Regions from separate parts of the Macaca mulatta genome. Here region 1 is linked to region 2. Evidence: chromatin contacts called from public Hi-C data. All regions are on one chromosome and are shown on one strand. The core of a region is the stretch at or near the end of the contact, and the rest is flanking DNA. Distances in the headings are between cores, read along the strand shown. Region 1 holds the start of NETO2 (neuropilin and tolloid like 2). Region 2 holds the start of DNAJA2 (DnaJ heat shock protein family (Hsp40) member A2).

What was found. A called contact is a pair of places that touch in the nucleus more often than the background predicts.
Region 1: a Hi-C map of fetal cortex germinal zone shows a contact between it and region 2, with 2.2 times the contacts expected there. The contact joins the promoter of NETO2 here to the promoter of DNAJA2 in region 2. A contact is called at or near these places in 3 of 14 Hi-C or Micro-C datasets (cortical neurons, fetal cortex germinal zone and fetal cortical plate).

Annotation. Positions count from the first base shown.
Region 1 is chr20:42,584,808-42,587,938 of T2T-MMU8v2.0, forward strand. NETO2 (neuropilin and tolloid like 2) reads right to left here and starts at 1,540. Exons shown (of 9, transcript NM_001266059.1): 1 at 1,489-1,540. The coding sequence starts at 1,522. It overlaps LOC106995002, which reads left to right and starts at 1,800. Exons shown (of 4, transcript XM_077987197.1): 1 at 1,800-2,397. The coding sequence starts at 1,928. The coding sequence ends at 2,314.
Region 2 is chr20:42,420,812-42,423,711 of T2T-MMU8v2.0, forward strand. It overlaps DNAJA2 (DnaJ heat shock protein family (Hsp40) member A2), which reads right to left and starts at 1,645. Exons shown (of 9, transcript XM_015126080.3): 1 at 1,466-1,645. The coding sequence starts at 1,543.

The DNA.
Region 1 (3,131 bases), core at 290-2,789, 160 kb after region 2:
TCTACCCTATCCAGCTCGATTTTAGCAAGTTCTGCAGGTAAAGTGGTGTGACAGATCTACGCGATTTCATCCGGGGGCTGCTCTCGGATGCACGGTCAGTAACATGCTGACAACCTTACCGTAGTGAGAGCGCAATCCGACAACGGCAGAAAATTCAGATAAGCAGCACGATCAGAAATCCTAGCGTGCATACGATTTATCACGAAAGAGTAAAACAAAACATTCCTTTTTCAGGAATTAAATTACTGAATCTCAATTACGAATTCAGGAATAAGTGGAGAGTAGACAATGTGTCCGATTAAAATCAAAAGCAAAATTATACTGAACTTTCTAATAAAACAAATTTGAAAAAAGTGTTGTTAGGGAGCAGGAAAAACACCATGATCTGTCACTCTACAGATATTAAGATACAGTGCTGAGTTACACATGCCACCGTCAATAACGCCTCAGCTGTACTCTCCATAGTTTTAAAAAAGAACATGTCAAAAAAGAACATTACAAACATGTCAACTTTCAATTTAAATCAGCAGGGGGGAAAAGGGAAGTCCTTTACTGTGTGGTGGTGCTGTTTTCCCTCTGAAAATTGAAAAGACGATTTATTCAGTCCGAGTTTCAGGAGCAACTTTGTATCCCATCCCTAATTATCTATGTATATAAATTTTCATCTAAATTACCGCCTCCTGGAAAATGCAAAGCGGGTGGAGTGTGTTTTAGAGCTCTGTGCTCTTGGCAAGCCAACTGTTTTAATTCCCGGTACAACAAATTAATAAGAACCGAACACTAGCGGCGGGGAATTCTGAGACCTCTGGGGAACGCGAGGAGCACGGTTCCGGGGAGCGCCGTGTCCCGGGAAGCGCCCGGGCTCAGCCGGAGCAGCAGCGCTCCCCGGGGGCCTGGCCGAGCCGGGTCCGCGGCGCCCGCGCGCCGCCCCCGGAGCCCGCAGTGGTGCCGCAGCCTCCGCGGCCGCAGCAAGTGGGACCCGGCCGGCCCGGCAGGCCCCGTTCCCCGCCGCGAGGTGCAGGCGCCGCGGAGCTCTTCGAAAACGGCTGCACGACGTCACGGCCGCGGCTTTTATTGTTCGCGTGGAATTACTTCTTGCCATCACATCTGGAGAAAGAGAGGCCTTCGCTCCACGACAGGAATCTCACAACTTTGCAAACGGATGCGCGGAATTCTACCGAAGCGGCGCCAGGGCGCCGCTCGGAGGGCCCCCCTGGGCCCATGGGCCTCCTGGCCGCCTTCCCGACCCGATCCCCCTTCCCACTCGCGCCCGCGAACGTCGGCCGGACTCGCAAGGGTCGGAGGCGGCGCGCCCGGAGAGCCGGTGGAGCCGGGCAGGGCGCGCGCCCCGCGGTCCGCTCAGAGTAGCCGCGAGCACCGCCAGACAAAGAGGCGCGTCGGGTCCCGGGCGCGGGTAAGGGACGCAGGGCGGCGCGCTAGCCTCGGCCCGCAGGGGGCGCCGTCCGCGGCCCCAGCGCTGGTCCTTACCTTTGAGGACCGAGCAGAGCCGCTCCAGGGCCATGTTCCCGAGCTGCCCGGCGCTTCGCGAGGGGCTGAGGTGGCGGCGGTGGCGGCGGCGCGGCGCTCACGGCCCGGCGCGGCGGCGGTGGCCCCGCTCTGTCCCCATCGCCGGCCAGCAGCTGCCTCCCCGCGGGGTAGGGCTCAGGTCCTGCGGCCCGCCATGCCCGAGCCCCCCGGTGGGCTCCCGCGCGGCCCGAGCCCCCCGACGGGCGCCGCCTCCTGCTCCGCGTCGCCCCGTCCCATCGACCGCCCGAGGGCCGAGGGGTGAGGGCGCGCGGCGCGGGACTGGCTGGCAGCTCCGCCCGCGGCCCCGGTGCAGGATCCACTGAAGTGGCGTGCGCGGGGCGCCCAGGCTCATTTAAGCAGGGAGCGCGAGCGCCGCGTGCCGGCCGCGCTGCCTGTGCGCATGTGCCCGACCTGCCCCGCCCCGCGCCTCGCGCGCCCGCCGCGGCCTCGCGCCCTGGGACGGCTTTGCTCCCCGCCGGCTGCAGTTAGGGCTGGGGGCCGGCGGGCTGCGGGGTCCGTCGGGGGGGGGGGCGCGGGGGCGCCTCCCGCCGTGGCTGCGCAGCGGCCTCCTCCGAGAGGCTGGGCGCCGGGGCAGTGCCCGGCCTGTGCCCAGCCGCCCGCGCAGGGCGCCCGGGGCAACTGGCCGAGCCCTCGAGGCCTCTCGCCTGACGGAGGCGCCCGGGAAGCGCCGCCCACCTCGGCCCCGCGCCCTCGCCGGCCTGCGCGGTATCCGCCAGCCCTCGCAGACAGAGGGGCGCCGGCCCCTGGTCCCCTAGACCTCCATTGAAGGTCAAAACTTTGCTCGACCCGGGGCAGGGAGGCGCGGACCTCGGCAGAGGGAGCCCGAGGCTTTCCGTGCTCTTCGCGCCGGTGAGTTCCCGACCCGCGGCGCTGCCGGCGTTTCCCCGGCGCCCGCCAGGTTGACGGACACTTTAGTACCAACTCCTGAGACTCCCCCTCATGAAGTAGGTTTTAGGGAATGGGAAAGTCGAGGCCAGAGAGGTGAAACCATTCGTCCAGAGCCACACAGCGAATGAGCGGCGGGGCTGTGCACCCTCCCCACGGGCTGCCCTCTTAGCAGCTAGCCACTACGCTGGGCGGCTTCGCCCGCTGATGGGAGTCTCCAGGTCTGCCAAGAACTGCCTGGCTCTTGGTGGTATTCTTGATCCTGCTTTATTTTCTCCATAGCGATTATTACACTGATATGACATTCCTTACTTATTTGTTCATCCTTTGTATTTCCTTCACCCCCACACCATTAAGATATCAGCTGCTTGCAGGCGGGGAGACTGCATTCTTTTTTTTCACTCTACACATATGTATTGGGTGTTAATTATGTGCAAAAGACAATGATTGGTGCTGGAGATACAACCGTGATCAAGGCCTTACCATAATAGACTGTTTATGCCTGTCTCTGTGTGTAGTAGGAACTCTGTAAATGTTTGTTTAACCAATTGTAGCGAAAGACAATGTCAGGCAGCCGAAACATTTTTCAAGTATTAAGCTCTTTTCTCTTACTTTGTATTCCTCCAAGAAAGACACAAAAGCATAAATCACGAGATTTACAAAGGAAAAACATATTTAACACCAATTAATACCCAGGT
Region 2 (2,900 bases), core at 395-2,894:
ACTTAACATCCACTTTTCTGAAAAGTAATGTTCTAGAGTTATAACCTTCCAAAAATATTTTCTATTCGTATTCTTTGGCACTTCCTCACGATACTGTTTACTAATGTAATATAACCAAGTAGACTGTAGCTATACTTGAAAATAATTACAGTGACGTGAAAACTAGATAAAACAATGAAGCAATACCATAGGGAAAACGTTCAAACATTATCCATATTTTCCCTATCGTCAAGTGTCTGATGGCCAAGTAACCAGACCAAGACCACTCTAATAAATTCGAGATAAATGACTGTCAAGCTTTACGGACTGCAAAACATTACTATAAATCAAGCTAAAGTCACAATTCCTGCTCCCGATGGCTCATGCCTTCCTTCTAACTGTAACATCATGAAAAAGTCAAGGTGGTCCCAGGTAGTGTCTTTAGGTGTTTTATTTGCACGTGGTGGTTAACTGGGGTCGTGGTGGCAACTTCGGTGGTAATGAAGTTGCACACTCTCAACGAGGTGTTTGGGTCATACAGCACTTAAATCTTCATTCACGGAGGCTCGTGAATTATATAATACAGACTAGCATTTCCGGTAAGGTAACAGGAAGTCCACTGCACTCTTCTCACTGCCTAAGGAGCATTCTCATTTTTCTCGGCTTACAAATCCGGATGCTCTTAGCCCGGTGAGGATGCTGTGGGGCTTAAACGCCTCGTGTGCTTTGAAATCCTGAGATGAAAGATATCGCAGCATTGCAAACAGCGATAATAAGGCCTTCTATTCATGTTTATTGAACACTCAGGCGTTTGGCTGGGACCACGGCTTATTCCTAAGCAGGTACAGGACATTAGCATTACCTGACCACAGAACAATGCATCCAAACACAGACCCACGCTACCTCCGGGTCAATGGGCGAGGGAGGAAGAGAGGGAGGAGCTCCCGCAGCCCGCAGCCGGGGATCCCAGGAAACAACCCCATCTGCCCGAGGCGCTCTGTGGGGGCGGCCTCGACCTCCCCGCCGTTTTTCCCCGCGGAGCACCAGACCCGGGGCCGACGGCCGCGGGGTGGACAGCTTCTCTCCCGGGGCCGGGATGCGCTGAGCACCTCGGTCCAACCTGTTTTTCCGGGGTGGTGACCTCGACGCGGAGAGCCGGGCGAGCTGCTGCCTCCTGGGGGAGACCGGCCACCGGCGCTCGCCCGAGGAGGGAGGAAGGGCTACCGTCGTGTTTGCGCAGGAGTGAGTTTTATTTGCTGCATCTGCGGGCGGGCGGGGCCGGCGGCCCAAGGTCAGCCGAGGCCGGAGGGCGCGGCTCGCCGCGAGGCCGGTCCCGCCGCTGCCGCCGCCGATCCCCAGCCCGGGCCCGTCACGGCCGGCGCCGGCTCGCGGGCCGCCCAGTAGCGCGGCCTGGCTGAAGAAGACATCCCCGGCCGCGCAGGCCCCGCGCCCCTCACACCCGCCCGCCCGGCCCGCTCCCGGATACCTTCTTCAGCTCGTTCTCGCTGGCGCCGGGCGGGACGCCCAGGATGTCGTACAGCTTCGTGTCAGCCACGTTAGCCATGGCGGCCGGCCGGGCAGTGCTCAGGAAGAAGGTGGCGGAGCAGACAGAGAGGAGCCGGGCCCACAAGCGGCGTCGGCAGCGGATCAGGCCGAGGGAGACAGCGAGGGGGAAGCGGGGGCGGGGCTGAACTTTGACCGGGCGCACGGTGCGCCGTGACGTCGCAGTGCGGAGCCCGCCCCCGAGCGCCCGAGGCGCGGCCACTGGGTCGGGGTGGTGAAGAGTGTGGCTGGTTCTCTGATCTCCTCTGGGTCCAGGCTGCTGTGCTGGGCCGACGTAGGAAATGAACTCTACACGGCGCACCCCAGGAATTCAGCTTCCTCTCAAAGGCCATGGTTGCGACGTCGCGTGTTTAACCTCGCACTGGGTACTGAGGGGATTAACAGGCCTACGCGGCAGCTTCGTTAGCTTCGAGTCGGTCGGGAAAGGAAGTGGGCCCCGGCTCCTGCAGGAGGCCAGCCTGGCGCGCAGAAATCGTTCTCAGAATCCAGGACGTCGGTGGACCCTCTGGGTCTGGCTCCCTCGGGGCTTACGATGAAAAAAAGTGGGGAGCGTGTGTGTGTGTATGTTGTGTTTTATGTTATGGGAATAATGAAACATTCAACAAAAGCAGTCTATTACACCCCGTAGTGCAGTTAGCTACATTTTACCAATTTTGTTTCATTCGCTCCCCTATACATCTCTAGTGTTTTCAGGGAAACCGTTTCATTCATAAATACCCTGAGTGTATATATTTAAGACAACTTTTAAAAGCATGACGACGTAATCTCATCTAATGAAATTAACAATTCCTTAATCTAATTCCCAGTCTATATTTAGGTTTTTCAAATGATCGCATGGCCTTTTACAATTGGTTTGTGGCATTCCAGTCCAAACCAAGGTCCACGTGTTGCTTCTGGACCACGTGTTTAAGCCTCTTGATAGCTTTAAAATTAGCTAATACCAGAGGTTTAGATGGTGTAAGGCAACTCTGGCCACCAGGTGACTTGATTTACATTCGTTTTAGTTTCGCTCAGAAAGTGAATGCTGTGCATCTACCACGTGCTATGATGTACAGAGGCCTGGTCCGGAGAGAGGAGTGTTACAAAAGTGCCTGCCTTCAACCCATTTACGGTTTACGGAGACAGAAAAGTAAGATTTTATGATCCCTTGGAACCTGAACTGATAGCAAAGACTTCAGTATAAGCATCTTACTCAGGATAATGTTTCTTCCTTGGTGTTCCCCTTGACCTAGTTGTGGAGGGCCTGAATGCCATGACAAGGTCTCTGAAATTTAGCCCGAAAACCCTAAGAGTAATCAGTGATAAGTCATTGATAGTCCTTAAACCCTTTTCCTCAAATCCCATCTGAAATCCTGCTG